Linked DNA regions of Sus scrofa: all the other regions are linked to region 3. The links are chromatin contacts, called in public Hi-C and HiChIP or PLAC-seq maps. All regions are on one chromosome and are shown on one strand. Each heading gives the region's core, a stretch centred on a gene start, on an enhancer-like site or on the middle of the called end of the contact. The rest is flanking DNA. Distances are from core to core; before and after follow the strand shown.

Region 1 (4,022 bases), core at 1,306-3,805, 340 kb after region 3:
CCTTTCTCCCAGATGCCTCTGGCCTGGGTTCTGCTCTGGTAGCAGTGCTCTGCCACCTCCTGTAATCTCCTCCGTCTGGCTTATTCCTTGCCTTTGGCTCCCTTCTCCAACCGGCTGTCCTCTGTTCCCCAACTACAGTGCTAGAGTGGCAGAAGACGTTTGAGGAGAAGCTGACTCCGCTGCTGAGTGTGCGGGAATCTCTTTCAGAGGAAGAGGCCCAGAAGATGGGTCGCAAAGATCCTGAGCAGGAAGTAGAAAAGTTTGTGACCTCCAACACTCAGGAACTGGGCAAGGATAAGTGGCTATGCCCTCTCAGTGGCAAGAAATTCAAGGTCTGGGATGTCAGAGAGCTGTGTGTTAGAACTGTGGGAGGAGAGGGTTGAGCCAGGAAGCCTCCTCAAAGCCTGGGGGGAGCAACTCTCCCTACCCCCCTCTCCGGGGCTGGAGGGAGGGGAGAGGGTGGGTCTGGGGAGGTAGGGAACCTGCACTGGCACCTCTGTCCTGACCCCTCCTCTCCCCTAGGGCCCTGAGTTTGTGCGCAAACATATCTTCAACAAGCATGCAGAGAAAATTGAGGAAGTGAAGAAGGAGGTGGCGTTTTTTAACAACTTTCTTACGGATGCCAAGCGCCCAGCTCTGCCCGAGATCAAGCCAGCTCAGCCACCTGGCCCTGCCCAGAGTAAGATACGATCCGTGAGGGTCAGCCACATCCCCTGTTCCTTGACTATTGAGACTCCCGGTTCTCTTTAACGTGTCATACCTGAAAAGTCTCCTCCCATTCTCGAGCCAAATCACTAAAAAGCAGTTGTCCCCCCCCCCCCCGCAGTAATTCATGTTCCTGTCCGTGTTGTACTCCCCCCAGGCCTGACTCCGGGACTCCCCTACCCGCACCAGACTCCCCAGGGCCTGATGCCCTATGGTCAGCCTCGGCCCCCCATCTTGGGCTATGGAGGTAAGTGTAAGAGGGAGTCAAAAGGACTTGATGATGGTGAGGGGCCGAGAGAAAGAAAACTTAGCTAGGATGTAGTTGAGGTCACGGTTTTTCAGCTCAACATTGATGTTTTTCATAGCTGGTGCCGTTCGCCCTGCAGTCCCCACAGGAGGGCCTCCGTACCCCCATGCTCCCTATGGTGCTGGCCGAGGGAACTATGATGCCTTCCGAGGCCAGGGAGGTTATCCTGGGAAACCTCGAAACAGGTGAGAATGGGCTGCCTAAATATTCTTGCTCCCTTTTGGGGTCAGCTCTCATCATCCTATCTTACCTCTTTCTTATCTCAAAGGATGGTCCGTGGAGACCCACGGGCCATTGTGGAATACCGTGACCTGGATGCTCCAGACGACGTGGATTTCTTTTGAGCCATCTTTTCCTCACTCCTGGTATCATCTACAAATATGACTGCTTTGTCCCATCCAACTCTGAGAAGTTTTTGTACGTTCAGCCTTACTGCCGATAAAAGCACTTCCACGGTCACACTCTTTACTTAGTGTATAATATACACCTCCCCACATTCTCCCAAAGATTGACTGGGGCCATGGGTAGCTGGGCCTTGCCACTTTATTGACACCAAAGGTCCCAGGTTTTGCTGGGACTTCCTGGGGGCCTGATGTCAGGCAGCCTCTGCCTTTGAGTTGGGGGTAGGTGAGTGTATATGGAACTAGAGATGTTTTGGTTCTGGGATCTTAGCCTCAGTCCAAGGCATTTCGCTGCTTTTCCGAGTTACAGCTGGTCAAGCACAGGTTGTAGAAGGAGTTGGGGTCAAAGGCTGTGCTTACCTCTTGCCAGCCCACCCACCCAGCAGCCTGTAATTCACTGGGGTTTTTCGGAGCACCCCAGCAGTGAGGGTCCAATACCAGGACATAGGCTTCTGTGCCTGGCCCCAGGCACACTCCCAACAAGGCCTTGGCCTGGGCATCTGCATCCCCGCCAACCATTACAGGCCCCCCGCCTCCTGCAAAGTGAGAGTAGAGCCTCTCCAGCTCCCCCTGAAGCCCTGCTCCACGGGGCACGTGGCATAGGCGCCCCTGAGGCCCCCCGAAATGATCCAGGCAGAGGCTGGCCTCTACACACCCGATCCAGCTCCGAGAGCCCCGGAAGCCGGGTGGCTTGTCTCCCATGTCCTCCAGGGCCGCCTGCACGGCAGCCAGCCCGGGTACCCCCGTCGGCCGGCCCTCTGGCCACGAGCACAAAGTCTGCAGAGTGCGGTAACCGCAGCCCCAGCCCCGGTCATCCAGGCCGTCGCAGCCGTAGTGGTAATAGAGGTAATGGCCCGAGAGGAGAGCCAGGCGAGCGGGGCCGCGGGCGGGCGGGTCCAGGCCCAAGTGGACATCCTTCAGCGGCTCCAGGGCGGTGGGTGGGCGCGGTGGTCGCTGGGCCGGGCAGGTGCGGTCTCCGTGCGGCGCGAAGCGAACTCCGGGCTCCAGCGCGTCCTCTCGGCCCCGAGGCTCGAGCCAGCTGCGGGCAGACTCGGCGTGCGGGCCCCACGTAGCAGCGGAGAGAGAGGCCGCCCCTTAACGTCGAGGCCGAGCCGCGGGGCTCCCACAATGCACCGCCGCGTCGCCGGCGTCACCGCGCAGGCGCGAGCTCCGCCTCGCGGGGCGGGCGCCGGCCCCCCCTCCCACGCCAGCGATCAATCCGTCCCACCGGCTTTCGCACCCACGCTTCCATTCACCCGGTGGTTGAGGCTTTCTTCCCAGATCCCAGCCCCAGTCGCGCACACTTCTGTGGCTGATAACAGTTTATTGGCAGCCCAGAGGGGCGAAGGCACCGTGGGGGAGGGGGCTCGGCCCGAGACATGCAGAGGGCGGGGAGCCCCAGGGGAAAGGTGGGTGGGCAGGGTCTAGGAATCCTCTCTGTTATATCCCAGCCCTTAAATAAATAGTATATACAGCTGGGGGGGCTGGGCGAGGCGGGCAGGGCAGAGGGACGTGGGGTCCCGCCTGGATCACAGGTCTGAGCAGCGATCCTGCTTGCTGTAATGGTCAAACTGGTTCTTCCAGTGCACCATGTAGGAGCTCCAGCGGTGGAACTCGGCCTTCCACTGGCGCTCCGCCTCGTCCAGCGTGTCTGCGGCCAGGGCGCCCGGCAAGTGGGTGCGGGGAGGACAATGGAAAGGAAGGGAATGGACGTGCGGGGGTGGGTGGGGGGCAGTTCGGGGAGGACACACGGAGAATGTAGGAGGCCATGTGGGATGGTGGAAAGAGGATCAGGAGAATATGCGAAAGAGGGAAGACGGAAGACCAGAAAGAGGACAAGGATAGAGGCGGGGCCGGAGAAGGATGGCGGGAAGGAGGAGGGAGGGGGAGAAAATGACCGGAAGACGGGCACAGAAGGGGTCAGAGGAGGAGGATCCGTGGGTTGGTGGGGAAAAGAGAAGAGACAGAAATGGTTGGCGGTTATAGCCCCACTGTGTGGTGCTATCTAGCCCCAGGGCCTCACTCTCTCCCCAACACCAAGCTCAGGCTCCAAAGAATAATTTTATATAAAAAAGAAAATTGGCTTTTTCATTTCCACTTAGACAACGAAGGCGTGTGGGTCCCTGAGATGGGTCACCGGTCCTCTCCAGCCCCCCAGCCCTGTCCAGTTTGAGTTTCTCGGTTTGAGGAGGGAGGGGGCGCTGGGTCGGAGATCCCTGAGTGGGGCCCTTCCCCACGGTCCGACCACTCTTTAGAGGAGGGGCCCCCTGAGGCCGGAGGGGGAAGAGGCCATGGTCACAGCCGCAGGAACCGGGAGAGGAAGAGGAGGAGGAGGGATAGGGGGAGGCCGGGCCTGGGCCTCGGGGCAGCCTCCCCGTGGGCGGGGCCTGAGCAGGTGCAGGGGGCCTCCGAGGCTGGGGGGAGAAGAGAGGGGTTATACCCTGCCGGCTCCCGCACCCCTCTCTCTCTCCGCGCCCCTTTCCCGTTCCTCCGCCCAGCCCTGCCTGCGGGCTTCTGCGTACCTGTGGCGCTGAGCAATTTGGGTAGGAAGCGGTTCCAGAAGGCGCAGGCCTGGGCACGCAGCCCGCGTCGCACCTCCAGCGGCCGCA
Region 2 (3,801 bases), core at 1,131-3,630, 300 kb after region 3:
CAGCAGCACACCTGGGACCTGTTCCCTCCTCCCCCGCAGGGGCTACAGGAAAGAAAGGAAGGCAACTGGGTGGGGCAGCCTCCTCCCAGGGACCAGGTGAAGTCCCCTGAGGGCAGGGGTCAAGAGGACCCCGGCCAGCCAGAGGTGAGGCCTCTGCCCACATGGGTGGCAGGGACAGCCCAGCACGCTGGGGACAGGATGCTGGGGTTCTGGGAAGGGGGTGGATAGAGGCTGCCGTCTCCACCCTCCATTGTTCCAGACTGGATAGTGTTTTCCTGTCTCCAATTTACACACTGTCTCTGTTTCAGGCTGTCCTGGGCGCTCCGGGCCGCTCACTTTCTCTCATCCTCTCTGTCTTGCCCGCCTCCCGCTCTTTGACCTGTCACTTCTCTGGCCTCACATCTCTCTCTCTCTACCTCACTCTCTGCCCATCTCCATTCCTCTTTCTGACTGTCACTCTCCTCTGTTTTCTGTCTCCCATCTGTCACTTTCACTGGGGCACAGAGCCGTGGATAAATGGAAAGTCTCAGTCTTCTCATCTGTAAAATGGGAGCAACAATACCTCCCACCCAGAGGGTTGTTGGAACCATGAAAACATAAAGCGCTTAGCACGGGCCCGGGGCTCGGAAAGCACTCGGGGAATAGGAATTAAAAGTGACTCCCTGATCCTCTTTGCGTCTTTCTCTCTCTCACCCACCCATCCATCCTGGCCAGTTCGCTTCCCGCTTTACCTTCCCTCCTCCTCTCTCTCCCACAGTTCTTTCCACTTCTTTCTCTGAGCCCAGCAAGTCTCCCCTCTCCCCTCACACCCAGCCTTTGATCCCCAGCCCAGAGCAGCGCTGCCCAGCCTGGGGGAGAGGGGTTCCTAATTGCTTTTCATTCCTCCTCCTCAGAAGCCCCCGCCCCATGGCCCACTCCCCAGAGACCCCTTTGATTCCAGGCAGTGAAGGAGGGGAAGGAGGCAGCTCACTGAAAGGAGATTAGGGCTATGGGAGGAGGGTTTATGGGGCTCTCTGCTCCCCTTCTAGGGGTTGAGGGGAGGGCAAAGACTCATGAATAAAGTAACATGTGGGGGGGGGGAAATGCAGAAAAAATAGAAATGTAAAGAGACTAGGAGGTGATAGTTAGGCTGAGTTCTGGTGACAAGAGGGTCGTGTAGGTCAGTTTTTACCAGCCAATAGGGTTAGAGGAAAGGACTCTGGTGGGTCTGGAACAGGGCTGGGGTCTAGACAGCATTTAAAGGGCTGGGGTGCAGCCTGGAGAAACCAGGGAGGGGGCCTTCCTGCAGCAGGGGCTGTGGCTTTGGGAGGGATTCGCAAGTTTGGAGTGAGTGCAGAAGGGGGCCGTCCGGCCCGAGGTGTGTGGAAGTGTAGGATCAAGGTGTGAAGGCTGAGGAATGGGGGCCGCGGTAGTTTTACGGCCGAGCACAAAGTTCTGCCTTGTCTGCCGTGGTGCCTCCAGGAACGTTTCCTCATGTTTGGCGGAGGTGGGAAGAGGGACAGAAATTTTGGAAAGAGTTTTGAAGATCGTTGTACGGAGAAAAGGAAAGGCTGGCAGGGTGTTTGGAGGCCAGAGTAAGAGCTTGAGGAGCCGGGACCGGGGCAGGTCCGCGTCCCGGGACGGAGCTCGACTCCATCGCTTTCCCAAACAAAAGAAAACTCCACTCCCCGCTGGGCCGCCTCCTCCCCGCCCCCCTCCCGAGCCAGCACTATTGGTCTGGAGTGTTCAGGGTTGGGGTGTCGGGTTAGGGGAAGACAGAGGTCGGCCCCTACACTCCGAGGCCTATCTTCGGGGACCCCCGAAGTGGCGGGGCGCCCCCAGGAAAACTCACCTTCTAAAGCGGCTGCAAGCGAAGCCCAGCAAAGCAGAGCCCGGAGCTCCATGGCGCCGCCTCTCTCCGGTTGGATCCGATCCGAGTTTGGGGGGCGCTAGCCCCCCCAGGTCTGAACCCCTCCCTGAGCGGGTGGACGCCGACTACCCGCGCGGGACTCGGTCGGGGCCCTCAGCGCGGGCCCATGTGGCCGCACCGGGCACCGGGTGTTGGCGCCCAGGTGTGGCCCTGCGTCCCCGCCGCGCGCGCAGACCGGTGGGCTGGGGGCGTCCTGGCAGCGGCTGCGTCGGGCGAGAGCAGAGCGAGACGTGGCTGGAGTCGAGGTCCCCCCGGGGCTTCGGGGTCCCGCCCTGGCTGGCTAGGGGTGGGCTGGCCGTTCGCGGTCTCCCCCCACTCCCTGGAGTGGTGCTGCTCGCGCGACCGGGCTGAGTACGCTCCGCGCCGGCTGGGAGGGTGGGAGTCGGGGCAGGGCCGGGAGCGGGAGGGAGGGAGACTGCAGCGCGGGGCCGGGCGGGCTGGGGCTGGGCCGGGCTGGGACTCGGCCGGGCGGCGCCTGGCTGGGGAGGGAGGGGCGCTTGGGGGGCGGGGGAACCCCCCCCCCGAAAGCCCGGGCTCGGCGAGGGGGCCGGGGCGCGCTGATTGGAGCGGGCGCTGCTGAATAATTCATGAGGGAAGCAGAGCGGGGCGCTGAGCGGAGCAGGTCGGGAAGTTGGGAGAAAGTTTGGAGCAGGGGGAGGGGCGGCGGGCGCGGAGCCCGGGGACCGCCCAGACCTGCATCGCGGCCGTGCGCCCTGGCCCAGACCGCGCGTGTCCGGGCGGGAGCCCGGCGACCCCCGGGGCAGATCTGAGCCTGGCAGACACCGGGGAGCGGAGAAACACACCCAGCAGCATGGAGGTCCCCACACTCGAAGCCCCATCCGATCTTCCTACTGATTTTGGAATCTTCTAGATGCGCCCACCGCTCTCTCGTTGGCGCTGGGGGACCGGTTTAGGGGGAAGCTTTTGAGGGTGAAGGGTGGCCCACTGCCCAAGGCAGTGATCTCAGCTTAGATAACCCTAGAGCGAAGTTCACAGAATCATTCAACAAACATTAAGTATTGGGGATCTGCTGTACTCGCAACCTAGTGCTGAAAAGCGTGCGGAGGAAGAAGGGCACCTGGGTTGCGATGGGGAGGGGTATGAAAAGCCGAGGCAGCATCGGAAAATAAAAGGTAGTTGGGTCCGACAGAGTGAGTGGTCGGGATGGATTCCCAAATCATGGTCCTCACTCACTGCCGCGTTTCGGAGGGCTCCGGGACACCCGCAGCCCTGACCCCTGAGGTTCGGCCGGGGCTGCTGCTGTCTGTCTTTCCTGAGGCTGTTTCCTGTCTGGCTCCTGAGGGCCCTAGGCCTGGCTGGGAGGGCCCTTCCTCCCCGTCACCCTCCCGCCCCCCATCTCATCAGTTAGAGGGGAGGGTCCAGGAAAGCAGCGCTCCTCCCACCTACCCCTTTGTACCTTGGAGCACCTATAGCGTGGGAGATGGTGCTGCAAAAAGTCCGTCAGTGGAAAAGCTGGAAGGAAAGAGCTTAGACTCCGAAGGTATTTAAGCGGACCGAGACTAGAGGAGCTGAGGCGCCTAGAGAGAGGGAAAGAGGAGTCCCTGATATCTGGGGGGCTGCCAAGCCCCTCTAATCCACAGAGAACGGCCAGGCCTGCAATGACCTCTTGTCCCAGCGCACTTATCTTGCTGCCGCAAGTAGTGCTCCCCACACCCCTGCCCTTCCTCATAGCCCTGCCTGGGTCCTGCTCCGGGGTGGGGGGTCACGGAGGGCAGGAAACAGCCGGCTTGGCTGGAGCCAGGCAGACCAGGTCAGGGCTGGGAATTCCCTCCTCCCCTCCCGAGCCGAGCCCAGTCTCCCTTCGTTTTCAGCTTCTCTGGGTTATCCCTGGAACTGTCTCTTTTGATGGGGAATGCGCTTCACCCATACCT
Region 3 (4,149 bases), core at 831-3,330:
ATGCTTTCCTTCCAGTTGGGAAATTCTTCCTCATGTCCCAACACAAGTTTTCTCCAGGGGTGTGGACTGAATTATTTAGGATGGGGAAGAAGGAGGCCACCCGGGTGCACTGAGACATCTAGGAAAAGCAAGTTCTATGGACTTTCCCCCTCCTTCCCATCCTCTTCTCTCCCACAGGTCTCCAGCCCCCGCTTGGCCAAGCCCAGACAAGACTCTATCATGCCTGGGGAGAGAGAGACAGATGGGAGGTGCCAGCTTGGCTGCTGGCTGAACTCACCTTTCTTTCCTCTCTCCTCACATTCCCAAGACGCTGAAGAAACCAAAGAAGAATGGAAGCAGTATTCCTTCCCCCAAGCCCACAGCCTCAAGACCATCGGCTCCTGGGCCTATAGCTACTTGCAGTGACCCTCAGGGGGCTTTACCCTACCCTACCCTCCTCTCACTGGAACCCTAAGTCCCCAGTAGGAAGAGGAACACATCTCTAAGGACTTGGAGGGGCTGATGCTGGATCTTAGACAGAGAGGCACTACTCCAAAGCCCTAAGACCCATTAAATCTCAAACTTCCTGGGACACAGACCCTGTACCACCTTTTCAGCCCCAGAAAAGTTCCTGGCACTTATGGACAGGTGGTGAATAACCAGTAAGTGAAAGCCCCAGATTTGAGCCCCCCGGTATTACAATATTTTGAGGCCCTGCCTGGCTTCAGGCTAAACTCAGCACTCATTCCTGGCGAAGTCACCGTGTTCATGTATGGAACACCTGCTATGTTACGTGTGTGTACCTGTAATATGTCCTGTGGGAGCCAGACTCATTCATAGGACGAATGAAAAGCTACATGACCTTAAACATACCCCGTTCTGTCCCTCAATTTTCCTCGCGAAAAAATGGAAGTGATAAGACTTCATCATAAAGCTATTGTGAGAGTTACTTAGAACAAGATATAAGAATAGTCACGGTGGGTGTTTGATAAGTGTGAGCGATATTACCAGGACTGTAAATGTTGGGGCACCGTGCACAGCTAACAGGATCAGGGTAGCAGAGCTGCAGGGCATAGGGCTGGGTAGCCCACTGCTACTCCGGTCTTTTGGGAGAGGCCACCCAGATTCCCAGCAATGGAGCCCAACCCTGCCAGAGTTGCGGATGAGGGAGATGGCGGCAGGAGAATTTGCTGACTCTTCTAGTGAACTGGGTGCTGGGAATCTGCAAACCGTCCCTGCTGTTCCTCTCTGGCCCCCAGCCTTGCTCACGCCCACCACCTGCTCCTCAGGGCCGACCTCTCCCGGACCAAGACCCAGCGACACAGCAGTCCCTCCCTCGGTCCCGGGGCCTCTGCTGCCCTCTAGGCTCGGGACCTGCTGCCAACCTTTGCTCTCCCCCACCTCCAAGCCCTGTAACTCTGACATCCCAGAATTTTGCCGTCTGGCGAAATATCCACGCTTTTCCTTGGCGAACCACCTCTGCGCCTCCGCGTGGCCTGGGTAAGCGGGTGAGCTAAGCCGTAGAGGGAACTTGCGGCTCCTCGGTCTTCCCTTGTGTTGTCCCCTTCCCCTCTACCTCCCTCCGGAAGGCCAAGGCCTCCCGCCCGGCCTTCGCTCCCGCGGCGTCAGGCGGACACCCTCCCGAGTCTTCCGACTGCGACCCCGGCGGCCCCGCCCCCAGCCCGGGCCCTCTGCCCCCGGCAGCGCCACGTCGCCGCGGGGAACCCTGGGAAGTGTAGTTTTCCGCAGCTCTCAGTGGGGGCGTGGCTAGACGGCCCGCTGTTTGTCCGCCGACCCCAGGCGCAGGGCACTGACCCTCGCCCTGGCCGAGCCGGGGAGCGCCAGAGAGGCAGGGCCGTGGGCTGCGGAGGCGGAGTTTCCTGCGAGGTGTCATTCGCTGTGGGGTCTTGGACAAGTCCCATAACATCTGCAGCAGTCTCACTTGTGGGATTTCCAGGGAGAGCGTGGGCTCCGCATCTGGTACCCAGCGTGTCCTCGATGGATGGGCGCCGAAGCTATTGCTACTGGCCGGGCAGAGTTGCCAAAGGCAATCAGCTCCTAAAAGGCTTGTGGGCCCAACCCCGCGCCCCCCCACCCTCCCTGTTCTCAGGTGACTCTCCCTGTCCCACTCAAGTTCCCCTCTTTGCCTCTGGTCAACCACAAACACGCTTCTACATCTACTCAGAAATATCTGATATTTATTTCCCAACAGTTTGATAATTTTTTACAAATTGAATAAAAGGAATGAAGGGGAATATGTGTGACCCCAGGCCAGGCCTTGGGGTCCTGATAAGAGGTGACAGTATGAAAACTTCTCCTCACTCACAACCCGTGGCCTGCTGCCCCAACCTCTCCTATCAACCTTACCTAAGAGTGAGGTGAGGGCTGAGGATGTGGGGTTCCCACCTTAGAGGGGACTCCGGGCATCCTGTTTCAGGCTCTGAACTGGGTCAGTTTGGGGGCAGGTGTGGGCCCGGATGTGGCGCCGACGCCGCCTCTCCTGCCTGCGGGCCAGCTGCCGCAGTTGTTTCCGAATGGCCCACAGCACCAGGTACACTTCCCGAAGCATCTCAGCCTCTCGAGACTCCAAAGGGGAACGAGTCTTCATTTGGGAGGCAACTGAGGTAGAACTCACAGATGACTGTGAAAAAGAGAAGATGAGCGCAAGTGAATAGCACAGTCTAGGGAGAAACTGCTGGTGGGACCACCTGCAGATAAACAGCAAAGCCTTGTCTAATTCCACCTCCTCTGTCAGGCCTTAGCTTGGGCACTGCCTCCTCCAGGAGGCCTTCTCGGGTTGTCTCTGCTCTTGTGTTTGTCCATATCAGGTTTTTCTTTTTTGTCTTTTTCTTATTAGGGCCGCACCTACAGCATAAGGAAGTTCCCAGGCTAAGGGCTGAATCAGAGCTGCAGCTGCTGGCCTACGGTACAGACACAGCAACACCTGATCTGAGCCACATGTGCAAAACTACGCCGCAGCTTGTGGCAATGCCAGATCCTTAACCCACTGAGGAAGGCCAGGAATGGAACCTGCATCCTCACAGACACTGTGTCAGGTTCTTAACCTGCTGAGCCACAATGGAAACTCCCCATTTGTTTTATATGCTATTTGTTTTATAGACTCATCTGTTCTCAATACCAGCATATTATACATTTTATATGCTATTTGTTCTCTAGACTCATCTGTTTTCAATACCAGCATACAAGCTCCTGGAAGGCAAGGACCATGTCTGACGAACCTTTGAGTCCCCACTAGGATTTCATGAGGAGTGTATTAAAATGAAGGACAGAATGACACCTTGACCTCTGTCTCCAACCCAGAGCTCTCTCCTGGCCTCCAGGCCTGTATATCCCACTGCCTCCTAGACATCTCCCTGCACATGTCCTTCCAACATCTTCACTCATCCTGCCGCATTTCCCTAAACTCATCACTTTCTCCCCTAAGCCTGCTCCGCTCCGAGCAAATGGCTCCAGCCTGCTTGTACTTCCGTCTCTCCCTCTCCCCTCACCACATCCAACCACCTGGTACAACAATTCTACCTCCTAAATACCACTCCAGTCTCTTAACTTGTACTTCCCAGTGCCTCTCCCCCCATCCAGAACATCCTTCCCTCTTAGCCTGGACCACAACCCTCAGTGGATCTTCCTGCCTCTCTCCTCTTGGCCCTTTCTGACCTCCCTCTACAGGGCGGTCAGGTGAACTTTTAAAAAATTATTATTGGAGTGCCTGTCGTGGCACAGAGGAAACAAATCCGACTCAGAACCATGAGGTTGCGGGTTTGATCTTTGGCCTTGATCAGTGGGTAAGGATCCGGCATTGCCGTGAGCTGTGGTGTAGGTCGCATACATGGCTCGGATCCAGTGTTGCTGTGGCTGTGATGTAGGCCAGCAGCTGTAACTCTGCTTCGACCCCTAGCCTGACAACTTCCATATGCCGCAGTACGGCCCTAAAAAGAAAACAAAAAACAAAAAAACAAGAATGGTGTATATAACAAGGACCTACTGTATAGCACAGGGAACTCTACTCAACATTTTCTAATAAACCTATATGGGAAAAGAATATGAGAAAGAATAGATATATGTATACGCATACATGAGTCACTTTGCTGTACACACAAAACTAAAACATTGTAAATCAACTATACTCCAATATAAAATGAAACTTTTTAA

What was found. A called contact is a pair of places that touch in the nucleus more often than the background predicts. HiChIP or PLAC-seq counts read pairs in DNA pulled down with a chosen protein or histone mark.
Region 1: an H3K27ac HiChIP or PLAC-seq map of alveolar macrophages shows a contact between it and region 3. The contact joins the promoter of UFSP1 here to the promoter of LOC110259879 in region 3.
Region 2: a contact with region 3 is called in a Hi-C map of fetal skeletal muscle, with 2.4 times the contacts expected there. The contact joins the promoter of EPHB4 here to the promoter of LOC110259879 in region 3. A contact is called at or near these places in 1 of 5 promoter capture datasets (fetal skeletal muscle), 6 of 47 Hi-C or Micro-C datasets (embryonic fibroblasts, fetal skeletal muscle, liver and 3 more) and 1 of 2 datasets of contacts at active chromatin or transcription factors (alveolar macrophages).

What each region holds. Positions count from the first base shown.
Region 1 is chr3:8,729,734-8,733,755 of Sscrofa11.1, forward strand. It overlaps UFSP1 (inactive Ufm1-specific protease 1), which reads right to left and starts at 2,556. Exons shown (of 1, transcript XM_003354480.4): 1 at 1,538-2,556. The coding sequence starts at 2,115. The coding sequence ends at 1,687. SRRT (serrate RNA effector molecule homolog) reads left to right here. Exons shown (of 21, transcript XM_003354479.3): 17 at 139-332; 18 at 523-679; 19 at 863-952; 20 at 1,071-1,197; 21 at 1,281-1,471. The coding sequence ends at 1,356. It overlaps ACHE (acetylcholinesterase), which reads right to left. Exons shown (of 5, transcript XM_003354481.4): 4 at 3,936-4,022; 5 at 2,718-3,064. The coding sequence ends at 2,943.
Region 2 is chr3:8,687,398-8,691,198 of Sscrofa11.1, forward strand. EPHB4 (ephrin type-B receptor 4) reads right to left here and starts at 2,381. Exons shown (of 17, transcript XM_003124371.5): 1 at 1,832-2,381. The coding sequence starts at 1,883.
Region 3 is chr3:8,388,788-8,392,936 of Sscrofa11.1, forward strand. It overlaps LOC110259879, which reads right to left and starts at 2,081. Exons shown (of 2, transcript XM_021086226.1): 1 at 1,556-2,081; 2 at 1-310. The coding sequence starts at 1,906. The coding sequence ends at 218. It overlaps LOC100514038 (TSC22 domain family protein 4), which reads right to left. Exons shown (of 6, transcript XM_013995454.2): 6 at 2,158-2,620. The coding sequence ends at 2,387.